3 separate regions of the Mus musculus genome follow, and all the other regions are linked to region 2. The links are chromatin contacts, called in public HiCAR-type maps. All regions are on one chromosome and are shown on one strand. Each heading gives the region's core, a stretch centred on a gene start, on an enhancer-like site or on the middle of the called end of the contact. The rest is flanking DNA. Distances are from core to core; before and after follow the strand shown.

What was found. HiCAR-type assays count read pairs that join an accessible place to other places.
Region 1: a contact with region 2 is called in a HiCAR-type map of astrocytes, with 4 times the contacts expected there. The contact joins the promoter of Zmym1 here to the promoter of Zbtb8os in region 2. A contact is called at or near these places in 2 of 39 promoter capture datasets (hippocampal neurons and pre-B cells), 1 of 484 Hi-C or Micro-C datasets (B cells) and 3 of 115 datasets of contacts at active chromatin or transcription factors (astrocytes, embryonic forebrain and large pre-B cells).
Region 3: a contact with region 2 is called in a HiCAR-type map of astrocytes, with 4 times the contacts expected there. The contact joins the promoter of Zmym4 here to the promoter of Zbtb8os in region 2.

What each region holds. Positions count from the first base shown.
Region 1 is chr4:127,058,248-127,062,562 of GRCm38.p6, reverse strand. Zmym1 (zinc finger, MYM domain containing 1) reads left to right here and starts at 1,409. Exons shown (of 8, transcript NM_026670.5): 1 at 1,409-1,567; 2 at 2,904-3,053; 3 at 3,532-3,770. The coding sequence starts at 3,577.
Region 2 is chr4:129,334,516-129,338,966 of GRCm38.p6, reverse strand. It overlaps Zbtb8os (zinc finger and BTB domain containing 8 opposite strand), which reads right to left and starts at 2,999. Exons shown (of 7, transcript NM_025970.4): 1 at 2,828-2,999. The coding sequence starts at 2,924. It overlaps Rbbp4 (retinoblastoma binding protein 4, chromatin remodeling factor), which reads left to right and starts at 3,597. Exons shown (of 12, transcript NM_009030.3): 1 at 3,597-3,749; 2 at 4,323-4,451. The coding sequence starts at 3,734.
Region 3 is chr4:126,966,308-126,970,321 of GRCm38.p6, reverse strand. It overlaps Zmym4 (zinc finger, MYM-type 4), which reads left to right and starts at 2,095. Exons shown (of 30, transcript NM_001114399.2): 1 at 2,095-2,506. The coding sequence starts at 2,468.

The DNA.
Region 1 (4,315 bases), core at 160-2,659, 2.3 Mb after region 2:
TTCCAAGCTCTCAGAAGGCAGAAACAGGCAAATCTCTCTGAGCTCTAGGCCTGTCTACACAGTGAGATTCTGTCTCAAAGGAAGGAAGGGAGGGAGGGAGGAAGGAAGGAAGGAAGGAAGGAAGGAAGGAAGGAAGGAAGGAAGAGGTGAGAGCCAGTCTTGGAGGGCAGAGAATCTCTGAATTTGAGGCCAGCCTGGTCTATAGAGTGAGTTCCAGGACAACCAGGGATACACAGAGAAACAGTGTCTCAAAAAAAAAAAAAGAAAAGAAAAGAAAGGAAGGAAGGAAGGAAAGAGAGAGAGAGAGAGAGAGAGAGAGAGAGAGAGAGAGAAAGAAAGAAAGAAAGAAAGAAAGAAAGAAAGAAAGAAAGAAAGAAAGAAAGAGAGAGAAAAGATAGATGGAAGTTATGGTCAAAGACAAGATGAATAGATCATTAAACTTTATATTTTTCTTTACTATTAAGACTTAGAAGCCGGGCGTGGTGGCACACGCCTTTAATCCTAGCACTCCGGAGGCAGAGGCAGGTGGATTTCTGAGTTCGAGGCCAGCCTGGTCTACAAAGTGAGTTCCAAGACAGTCAAGGCTATAGAGAAACCCTATCTCGAAAAACCAAAAAAAAAAAACAAAAAAACTTAGAAATAATCAAAATGATCTGCTCCCTCCTTAATTCTTTAGCTATACCCATCTGTCCCTACTTTTTCATTCCTCTTTTTCTGAGACTATTTACAACCATGTTTTTAAAGTTGTAACTCAACATCTGAGTCACTAATGTTGCATTAGCCCTTAATTTTATTTATGTATGCATGTATGTATTTATTGTGTTTATGTGCACATTGCGGAGGTCAAGGAGCAATTTGCAGGTATCTGTTCTCTTCTTCCACTAAATGGATTCCAGTGACAGAACCCTGCTAGTCAGACTTTGCGGTAAACTCCTTAATAGGCTCTGTCATCTCGTTGCTCTGTCTCAATCCCCCAGCTTTTGTTGTTCCGTTTGTAAAATAAGGTTGGTTTTGAATTTTTAACCACACACCTTCATCTTACAGGCCTGTGCCCCCTCACTCCTGCCTTTAAGGACCCAAATATGCCCATGTGATGACATATTCCCTTAATACCAGAACTAGGGAGGCAGAGTCAGGAGAACCTCTCTAAGTTCAAGACCAGCTTGGTCTGCATAGTGAGTTCCGGGACAGTCAGGGGTACATAAGTGAGACCCTGTCTTAAAACAAAAAAAAACAAAAAACAAAACAAAACAAAAAACGAAAAACGGGCAGCTAAGGTGACATTAAGGATAGCCTAAAACTAAACCCCCCTGACCCGCCCCGTCAACCTCTCCTGCTTAGTCCATCCCCCGCCTCCGCGCCCCAGGCGGACCGCGGTGCGCATGCTCAGCCGCAAAGGCCTCCGGGAGAGGGGCGGAGCCGGCGGGGTTGTTTGCACGGCAAAATGCGAGTGGGCGCTTCCCGCCGCTGAGTTGGAGACAGATCAGCCATCCTCGTGGAGCCGCTCAGGCCCGCTTTTCCAGAGAGAGGCGGCATTTCTCCCGTCCTGAGGAGGGTGACGCGACAGGTAGGAAGACCACAGTGTCAGGAGAGTCGTGCCCCCGGCCTCCAGGCTTCTTAGCGTCCTGGCCTCTGTGCGGTGACTGAGCTTGGTGCGTTTGGTCTCTTGCGGCTTCTTTCTGTAACTGCCTTCCGTTACACCTGTGGCTCTCTTTCCATTAAGCAGTGTATTTTTCAGACATAAACAGATTGGGTGTGTTGGCCCTTGCCTTTAATCCCATCACACGAGTGGCAGGGGGTTCTCTGAGTTCGAAGCCAGGCTGTTCTATAAAGTCTGTTCTAGGCCAATCAGTGCTACTTAATGAGACCTGGATTCAAAAAACAAAAACATCGGGCTGGAGAGAGATAGAAGCAAATAGTTTTATCTGTAGAGTTCTGTGAGTGAAATTTGCAGGTTAGCGCTGGCGGTGGCTGCCCATTTTTCTAATCCTGGCAGGGAGGCAGAGGCCATTGGATCTCTTAGTCTACAGTGCTAGTTAGAGGACCTTGAACATTGTTACTTGTTACATTGTTACTTCCAAATATTTCCAAGGAACTTTTCTTTTTTTAAGATTTATTATATGTAAGTACACTGTAGCTGTCCTTAGATACTCCATAAGAGGGCATCAGATTTCGTTATGGATGGTTGTGAGCCACCATGTGGTTGCTGGGATTTGAACTCAGGACCTTTGGAAGAGCAGTCGGCGCTCTTAACCACTGAGCCATCTCGCCAGCCCCCCAAGTAACATATTTGGACTGTGGTTCATTGCTGGTAACTCATACCAATAGTAAGAGATTACTGTACATTTGTTTGTTTGTTTGTTTGTTTGTTTGTTTTGGCTCTGGGGATGGTTGAAACTGGCTATCATGTTGCTCACAGTTACCTTGAACTCCTGATCTTTCTTCCTCTGACTTCCAAGCTCTCCTATTTTGGGATTTTTTTTTTTTTTTTTTTGAAATGTAAGGAGACTCTGTGAAGAAGAAAAGGGCAAGTGAGATGGCTCAGAGGGTAAAGATTCTTGCCCCCAAATCCGATAACCTGTTTGATCGCCAGGCCCTACATGGTATGAGGAGAGAATGAACTACCATAGGTTGTCTTGATATGTGTGTTTCTACCACCCCGAAACAAATAAATAAATGCAACTTAAAATTCCTATGTTGAGAACCCGGAAAAATGGCTTGGTGAGTAAAGGTGTTTGCAGTCAAGCCTGCCAGCCTGAGATTAATGGCCAAGACTGACTTCTCCACACATGCCATGCATCATGAGTACAGTCCCTTACAAGCATGCACACTTCCAGTGGTAATTAATGTAACTGTTAGAACTTTTACTTAATTATATGTGTATGCGTCTATGTGAATTTCAGCACACCACATGTATTCAAGAGCTGGAGGAGGCCAGAAGCTGGGGTTAAATCTCTTGAAACTGGAGTTACAGGTGCTGGGAACTGAACCCAGGTCCTCTGTAAGAGCAACAAAGTGCCCTTAACCAATGAATCACCCTTCTAATCCTAAATGTAAGTCTTAAAATGTTTCTTTTTTAATTGGGAAATCCTGGGTAAACGGGAAGGAAGCACACACAGCACACCATAGCCTGGTGTTCGCTCACACAACACTCCATAGCTTGGTGCTCAGGGCAGTTATGTGGAGGGTCCAGCAGGCTCTCCCTTAATCTGCCATTTTCTGTTGAGTTGGCCAGTTGCCTTGAGTATACTTTGTACATTATGTTCAGTTCTCTATTTTAAAAGAGCATTGTCAAATCCAACAACCCAAAATTCAGGAGAAAAGAAACTCCACATTTTCATACAATGGTAATAGTATGAATCATAACTTGTTTTTGATCAGTCAAATAGCCAAGTTAGTCTGTTTTCTAAAATTGCCTTTGAATATTATGCTATTGTGAGTTCGGTTTCATATCCAGAAGTAGCCTCTAAAATGAAAGGTGTATACTTGTTTTATGTACATGGAAATTCTGTTTTCTTCCTATTTCTCAAGCTCCACAGTTGACGGTCTTCTCTCCTCTCACCTGACTTGAATAAAATGCTTCCTGCAGTTCCAGGCACAGCTGTTCGACTCTCCTGTGCCAAATGTAAAAGAGTTTTTCAGGAGGGACAGACAGCTTTTCAGAGGAAAGGGTCTGCTGAGCTTTTCTGCTCAAGACTATGCATTGATGGGTACCCGTCACCTGCTGTGTCTCCAGCTCCTCTCAAAAGGATGTGCTTAAATTGCTCAAGGTATGGAAGTCTAAGCAAGGCCTTTTATTTTGCTGCATAGATCTTTGGTCAGAGTCTTGGTTATCATTTTATATGCTTTGGTCTCCTCTGAAGATGGAAACCATAGGTAAATGAAAGAACTTGCTCCTGCTTTCAGTTCCTTTAAGATCACTCAGAAGTAGTTTTGATTGTTGAAGGGTTTACACAGATTACATGGAAGGGTGGAGAAGCATTGAGACCCTCTTTGTTAGAGTTTTGTTAAATAAATGTGAGACTTGAGAGCATCGAATAGGATGGTTTCTATGCTCAGAACGTGGATAACGTGTGGGTTTTGGTTTGGGGTTGGTTTGTTTGGTTTTGGTTTTTTTGAGTCAGGGACTGACTCAAGATGGTTTTCTCATGTTTACTCCCAGTTCCCTTGGAGGGATTTTTTGTTTTGAGTTAGGGTCTCAAATGTATGTATGTAGCGAGGAGTTCACTGTGGAGAGCAGGTTGGAGTTGAACTCAGAGGTACTCCTGTCTCTGCCTTCCAAGTGCTGAGACTACAGGAGTGTTCACCACACTGG
Region 2 (4,451 bases), core at 1,750-4,249:
GCCCACCTGGGTGGTACTGCCAACCTCATGTTGGTCAGGTGTCTTTATCAATATATATATATATATATACATTGGCCTCTCAGAAAATATTTCCGATCATCAGTTACTTTTCCTGACTAACTAGTTGAATTCTGAACACAAAATAGTTCAGGAAAGCCAATTGCACAGGATGTACAATGAGCGTTCCTACAGGACGGACAGACCACAACAGCTCTACTACATGCCCGACTGCGTCTCCTCCTTTTCCGTCTGTCTGTTGCCTGTCCATGGTTTACATCAATTCTTTTCACTTGTTTTGCTTTGAGATGGGGTCTATGGCTGTAGTCCTGGCTGGCCTGCAATTCTCTATGTAGACCAGCCTGGAATAGATTGTCTTGCCTCTGTCTCCAGAGCTCCAGGATTAAGCATGTGTGCCACAGCAACCAGCAATTCTCCCCACTAGCAGGTATTCTCAGAGGTCACTTAACAGAAGCCCTGAATGCTGCTTGGGGATGTGGCTCAGTGATAGAGTACTTGCCTAATGTGTGCTATGTTCTTGATGTTATAGTGAGCATGAAACACAAAGTAAAGCAAAGAGATGAAAGAAGGGAGGGAGGGAGGGAGAGAGAGAGGCCTGGAGTCCATAGAGAACAGTAAAGCTGGTAGACCTGGTAGTGCAACTAAGGTTTTCAGTAGACTTAGACAGGGGGACCACAAGTTTGAGGCCAATCTGATATATGTATTGAGCTCACGTGTTGAGGTACATAGAACGCCATGCTTAAAAATACCACAAACCCCAATGAAACTAATTTTAAAAGGAGGAGGGAGCTAGGAATGGAGGTCACTGGCAGAGTGTTTTCCCTGCTACAACAAAATAAATAACTGATATAAGCATTATTATAAATCTGCAGAACTCTTAGTATAATGCCTGCATCAAAACACTGTAGTTAAGCAAACTCTAGCATGGCTTCTAATAGCATCGGGCCACATCTTTAGGAGAGAGCAGAAGCCTTCATTAAAATGCTTGCCTGAGGAAAGCCTGATGAAGGCTGTAGAATTCTCTCTTTGTTCTAGCCAATGCTTGATAAGAGGCTCTGAATCTCCCTATTTTACAGCAAGTACCAAAAAGCCTTAAAACTGTGACTCTGTATCCCTTCCAGATCTGAACAATCTTCCCTAAAGACCTGTTCTTTGAAATGTTATCATCCCCACAACCCGGGCCTCTTGTCTCTAGTCTGTGGGAGGCCAGGACTCAAGCTTCTAAAAGTGGCAGGGAGCAGGCATAAGTGGCCTTGGCCAGTGACTACAGTGACTAGCCCTTTGTACTCTGTCCCTCCCCTGACTGTAGGAGCCCTTGCTCTGTCCCCCCTCATTCTCCATGTAGAACAGTCTCTATGTGAACTGGAATGACTCTCAGCTCTTACGGCGCCTGTACTTAACCATACTCACTTCGACTTGTGTCTACCTGTGTGACCTTTGACTGGGATAAATGAGCTACACATAAAGGAACCAAGAGCATGAGTCCACTTATGTGAATCTCTAACACAGAAAACTCTACTCCAGAAATCCAAACTATAACAATGGTGGCTTCAGGGATAGGAGGCTGGAAAGGAACTGAGGAAGCTTTCTAAGATGGCAGAACTGGTCTATCTGGAAACTAGGGCTGCTTACACCGGGAGATCTGTTTAGCAACAATAATAATCTGGGCCAGGTGTGGTGGACCATGTCTGTGATTCCAGCACCAGGGAATCACCTAGTGAGTTCCAGGTCAGTGAGGGTTAGAGTGAAATCCTGTCACACACACAAAAAGGAAAGTACTTAACACTTTACTGGGGCATAGGTAAATTATACTCAATTCTTTCAACTTTTTAAAAAAGATGATACATTGCTATATAGGGTGGTTCTCAAATTTTTTAATCTCAGGAACCCTATACTCAAAGACTACTGTAGGGCAGAAGCCATTATAGCTCAGGGGTAGACTACTAGTCTAGGATGTCCATTAAAGACATAAGAAATTTCTTTATTTCTGAGACAGGGCCTTACTCTGTAGCTCTAGCTGTCCTGGAACTCACTATGCAGACCAGGCTGGCCTCGAACTTAGAAATCCGCCTGCCTCTGCCTCCCAAGTGCTGGGATTAAAGGCGTGCGCCACCACTACCCGGCTAAATTTTTTTTTTAAATATTTATTTATTTATTATATGTAAATACACTGTAGCTGTCCTCAGACACTCCAGAAGAGGGAGTCAGATCTTGTTGTGAGCCACCATGTGGTTGCTGGGATTTGAACTCCTGACCTTCGGAAGAGCAGTCGGGTGCTCTTACCCACTGAGTCATCTCACCAGCCCCCGGCTAAATTTTTATCTTTCAAAAAAATTTAACGTGATGCAAAAGTTGCAGTACGTAATAAGATCCAATCTTGGGCTGTGGACACACACGTACGCACGCACGCACGCACAGAAAAAGGTATGTCTTGATTACTCTAACCTGGTCACACTATTCCCTACTGGGAGAAACTCGAGGACAACCCAGAAATCACTTAAAAATACAACTAATGCACAAGTATAATTTACAATGATAAATGTTGGACCAGCGCCACACCATTTAACTCTATCCCCAAAGGTAAGTGTGATTCAGGCACACATGGACTTTTAGAATGGATGGGGGCAGGGGATACGGCCTCGGGTTTCTTCATTCTCTAGTAAGGTGATCTTTTTCTTCACTTTCCCCCTAAATTGGGTCCAAAGAGGGGCACACTGTGATCACGCCAGAGCACCTTTAGGGCAAAGAAGTGGGCGAAGCAGGAAGCCGCAGGTTGTCCGAATGCAAGAGATGTGGGCCACCTACTCACATTCATATTTTCGATTGACTGGAGGATACTTGTCCTTGGTCGCCTTCTGTTCCTCCGTCAAATTGTAATCTCTAACATCTTCCTCCTCTTGAGCCATGATTGCGGAGTTGGTACTCTTACTTCCGCCCTTCATCAGCCAGACTTCGGCCCCGCGCCATAACTTCCGCTCTACACCCCACCCCCTTGGCAGCGGGTCTAAAAGGACCAGGACTCCATTCTGCAAGCTCGCGGAAGGATATACCCGCTTGCGGCTGCCGGGCTGCCGGGCTGCCAGGCTCGGTCCTGCCGCTTTTATAACATGTTTTAGAGACCAGCATCTTATTTCCTGCACTCATCACTATTAGTACCGAGGGAGTCAGTTAAAAGACGCCACCTTGAATTAGGCACCTGTAAGTCTAAACGGTGATGCGTTTTCTCCTCGTCTGGCCCTCCGAGTTGCTAACCAGACCCGGAAACACTTCCAAATTCTTTCGCTACCCTGAGGGAGTTGTCAGCATAACGGCCTGCTAAGAAGATGGCTGCGCATGAGCGTGTAGGGTGTATGTCACGTGATCTGCACGGGCCTCATCCCGGCAGGCGGGGCGCGCGCGCAATCCGTGGAAGTCTCCGGACTGTGGTGGGGGGTGGGGGAGAGAGAAGGGGCGGAGCGCGCGCGCCTCGGGACTCTGGAGAAAACGACTCTCGAGCGTCTCCATAGGCCGCGAGGCGGATGCTCCGCCCACCCCTCAGACCCGCGCTTTCTCATTGGTCGGTGTTGGCGCGAAGGCACGCGAGCCGGCCCCCTACGCACGGGCCGCAGGAAACAATAGAGGCCGCGCGCGCGGAGTGGAGCGCTCGTAGCCTCCCCGCCCCTCCTGCAACGCACGACCCCGGGATCCCCCAACCCCTCCCGGCTCTCCTGCCGCCATGGCTGACAAGGAAGGTGAGTGTGCCGAGGCCGGCTCGGAAGGGACGGTGCTGGCTTGTAGGGCTGTGTCGTGGCCTGTTACGCGGCCTGAGACGGAGAGCAGGCCCGACTCTGGCGAGCCTCGTCCCAGCGACGCCGGCCTGAGGACTGAGCTCCCCGGCGGGGCGGGCTAACGGCGCAGCAGCTCCTCCGGAGCGGATGCGAGGCGACGCCAGGTCTCCGGCCTAGGCGACTACGAGGCTCCCTGCCGGTCCCTCTGCCTGCCGAGACTCGGGGCGCCGCTCTCCATCCCCAGGCTCGATGCGCAGGTCTCCTCCCCGGGTTTGGCGGACTTGGCGCGCGCCACCGTGCTTCGTTCGGGGTTGGACACCATCGGCCCCCGAAGGAGTAACGGAGTGTCCGGCTGGGGTGGCCCCAGGACTTCCGGCCCGCCGCGGCCGAGAGTGGCGTTGGTGCCCGCGACCTGGGAGATTAAGATGAATCTCCATTTCGTTGTCAAAATCCGGGCGCTACGCCGGTGGCTTGGAGAGGTTTGTGCCCTTTCCGTTTACGTTCGCTAACTTGATTTGTCTTTTAAAAACATTTTAGCGGCCTTTGACGACGCAGTGGAAGAACGGGTGATCAACGAGGAGTACAAAATATGGAAGAAGAACACCCCTTTTCTTTATGATTTGGTGATGACCCATGCCCTGGAGTGGCCCAGCTTAACTGCCCAGT
Region 3 (4,014 bases), core at 846-3,345, 2.4 Mb after region 2:
CATCTTAAACCATGGAAACGGGCCTTGGGGTGTGTCTCATTGGGAGAATGCTTTCTTAGCATTGTGAGGGAGGTCCCTAGCACTGCAGAAGAAAATATAGTGTAGTCGAACTAAACAATGCACTTAAACCATTAAAAAAAAAAAAAGCCTGGCATTTTTCTAATGATAGGAGGATGCATGAGTAGAAGAAGAGAGGACATGGCTGAAGCTGGGGTCCCCACTTTCAGTTGAATATCAGAAGTTTCACTTTTCCTGATTTTTTAAAAAAGATTTATTTATTATATGTAAGTAAGTACACTGTAGCTGTCTTCAGACACTAGAAGAGGGCATCAGATCCCATTACAGATGGTTATGAGCCACCATGTGGTTGCTGGGAATCGAATTCAGGGCCTCTGGAAGCGCAGTAAGTGCTCTTAGCCGCTGAGCCGTCTCTCCAGCCCCTGATTTTTTTCCCCTTTTCTTACTTTAGACAATCTATGCAGACCAGGCTGGTATCTATTTTCAACTGTTCCCTTCAGAAGTTCCACTTTTAAGCTGTTGGATTTTATTAGAAGGGAGTAGTCTACAGCCCATAAAAAGGTGGAAACCATCCAGTCTTATATTTAACTACAATCCCTGAAAACATATTTTCTTAACCTTTCTATTTGTTTTTTGCTTTGGACATGTAAGGAAAGAGTCTAGGATATGAAAAAAAAAACATTATCTGGCAGAAGTGAACATGTTTCTTTTTGTTCTACCCATAAGTGAAACAAAAGATAACAGGCCCAAGGGAGAATCAAGGACCAGCATGGAAACTTTCAGCCATTTCAGTGTTCAGCCAATGTTCCTGGGTTCAAAGAGCTACTGACTTACACACAGAAGTACAGCTGTAGAGCAACTTTCACCCTGTGAGCAGAGGAGCTCTGGGTCCCCTTGTATTGCCATGGAGAATAACAACTCTTCAGAGACTTAAACATTTTTTTTAATTAGTTCTTTGGGGATTTCCTAGTATACCAGCAGTCCAAGCACTTGGTCAAGGCAGGAAGACCAGCAGTTTCAGGCCACTCTGGGTTACATAGCAACCTAGCTCCAACCAACCCAACTCCAACCAATCCAACTCCAACCAACCCAACTCCAACCAACCTAAACTAATTTCCTTGTATTTTTTACTATATGTCTGTCTGTTGTGCCTATGTCTTCATTAAGAATCCAAGAGGGGACTTCAGCTCTCATTATCTTTGGCTTCGTTGTGCTTCAGGGAAGATAGTGCCTACCCTTGGATTTCCTGCCTTGACAGTTCAAGCTCCTATTCTTTAAGTCAGACCCTCAAATTCCTTCAGTGGAGGCAAATGATGGCACACAGCAGTTGCAGGTCATCACCATGAAACTTCTCAGGAGAGCAGCCATGTTCTTGAACTATCAAGACTCTTGACATTTTATGTTCTTTTGCCTTGACGACAGTTTTGTGTGTTCAGAATCCTGGAGGAATGCAATTCCAGACTGTGTTCTAGCTCCTCACCAGCCACTCGATATCTTGAGGTAAATTAATTTATTTCAAATGACCATACTGGCAATGTTAACTTTGAAAGCAATGGAGTAGATGGTTTCTAAGATCCTTTTTCATTTTAGTATTCTAATGGCAAGCAGGTATTGAGGAAATTGTCTTCAGTTATTGGTTCTGCCTTCAACACTACCAGTGGATCTGGTTTTAAGGTTGGAAGTTGTTCCTTGAGAGTCGACGCCCTTTACTTGACAAGCTGTTGGTTTCTCCTTCAGATAACAGTCTTGTTTTCTTCTTGGTTGGGATTCTTCATGTTCATAGGGTCACTGAGAACTTTGGCTCATCAGGGTTCTCTCCTTTTGGCAATATCTCTGTAGTCAGGTGTAGGGTGGTGATGTGAACCCCTCACTGACATTTCACCAGATAGTCCTTCCATTAAGATCTTTCATTCTGACATCATCCCTTCGTCATGGTCCCTTTAAGGGAGCGGCCATAGTTGAGTGGTGGGAGCAGCTGCTGGCAGCAAAGAGACTAACAGGATTAGGCCTAGCCTGGGCCACTCACCGCGCACGCTCAGGACCGGGGGCTTGGTGGGAAAGGGAGGAGGGGCTTGTGGCGCGCCTGCGCATCAGGGGCGCGCGCAAGGGGCTGGTTTGGAGATCCCTTTAAGAAAACCACTGGCGGAGGAATTTCTCTGAGAGAAAATAATCCTCCTCACGGGGCCCCTTGGAGGCCATTAACCCCCCGAGTCCCGGCCCCCCTGCCCCGGCAGGCCCTTGCGCCCACGCGCCCGCCCGTGGGACCCCAGGAGCTGCGGCTAAGCGCGCGGGCCTCCGCCCCCCTCGTCACTCCCGCGCCAGGCCCGGCGGGGGCCGAGGGGGACCGAACCGCAGCGGGTGAAGCGCCGGTGTCTGCAGTGTGGGCGGGGGCCGAGAGGGGCCGCGGCCGCCGCGCCGGGAGCCGCCGCGGTTCCGAGCGGGGCCCAACATGGCGGAGCGGGAGGTGGAGACCGGCCCCCGAAAGAGGGTAGGTGAGGTGAGGCCGCGGGCCGTCTGCGGGCTGCGGGCTGCGGGCAGGCGGGCGGGCGGGCGGGCGGGGGGCGGGGCGCGGCCGGCCCCGAGCAGCCCGGAGCTCACGGGTGGCGCGGTGGTCGACGGCCGGAGGGAGGGGCGGCCCGAGGCGGCACCGGGGTCCCCTCGGCAGGTGGGACAAAGCTCGGTGGCCGGCGGGGAGGGGGAGGGGCGGGGGCCGTGGTCCGCTTGGCTCCCCTCCCTTTGCCGGCGTGTGGGTGGTGGTGCGTATTCGGGGGGGGGGGGAGCCTGGGAGACGCAAGGTGTCAGACTCCGCTTCTGCATCCTCGAGGAAAAGGGAGTCTATGGAAGTTTCTCTGGGGAGAGGTCAGGTGGGGGTAGAGGTGGCGGGAAGAAGTCGTGGAGGATTGGTCGTTTCCTGAGGAGTAACCGGGAGGGTGCTGCGGGAACCCCGGAGCCAATTCATCTTCCTGCCTCCACTCCCCTCCCCCTTGACCGTTATCAAGCCCCAAAGTGGACATGGTGCTCTCTTCACCTTAGAAGAAGTGGGGTTGTCGTCTTGAAGTTGGGGGAATGTGTTCTGATAGCCACGGATGTGTTATAGTCTAGCATTCTTTACCTGCAGTTAGTAACGTGGAAGAGTGACAAGTTTTGTCCTTAGGATGTACCCAGCCAGCCTTGCCTGCCCTAGGTAAAGCCTTGTCTACACAGGAGTTGTAAGCCGTTTAAAAGTTTGTCTTGAAACTTTTTTTATTTTTAATTTAGTTGTGATTCATTTTCTTCAGATGGAGAACAATACTATCCACTGAGTAATGTTTTTCAAGGCTTTTTTTTTAAACTTCCCCTCACCCAGCATGTTAAGCATCAAGTTTGTTAAGTTTCCTATCAGGAGTTTTCCTTTTGGAAATGGTCTCCAAATGATGAGTTAGTTGTTAAACCAAGCTGCTTAAAACATGAATCTTAACCAAAAATGCTTTTTCATTCAGCATAAATGTCTATTCAAAGATGCATACTGTTAACATCCTGAGTGCTGACTGTGTGCCTGACATTGCACGAAGTGCTTTGTGAAGAGTTCAACCTCACAGTAACTATGCAGCCCATTTGTGGCTGAAATGTAGATTTATTTCCTATCTTACATAATTAAGTTTGCAAAGTCCAGAGTTTTGATCCGAGATTTGAAAACAGGTTTGCAAATGCTTGTGTTGGTTGCATTTAAGGTTTTTTTTTTTTTTTAATTCTTCTAGTCCTGTCATTGGATCCTGGGCCTTAACATCTGATAGACAAGCCTATACCACTGAGGTAGACTCCTAGCCTGAGGAGTTTCTCTTTTTAAAAATGTAAATGATGTTTCTAACAGGTCATTAGAAAACTTTATAACCATCAATAAAAGTAAAAATACAGTTTAGATTCAGGGTGCTACTGCATTCCCAAACCCCTAGATTCTACTATTGACAGTTTTCCCAGATTCTTGTTTACCAAACCTAGTTATTTCATCAAGCCATC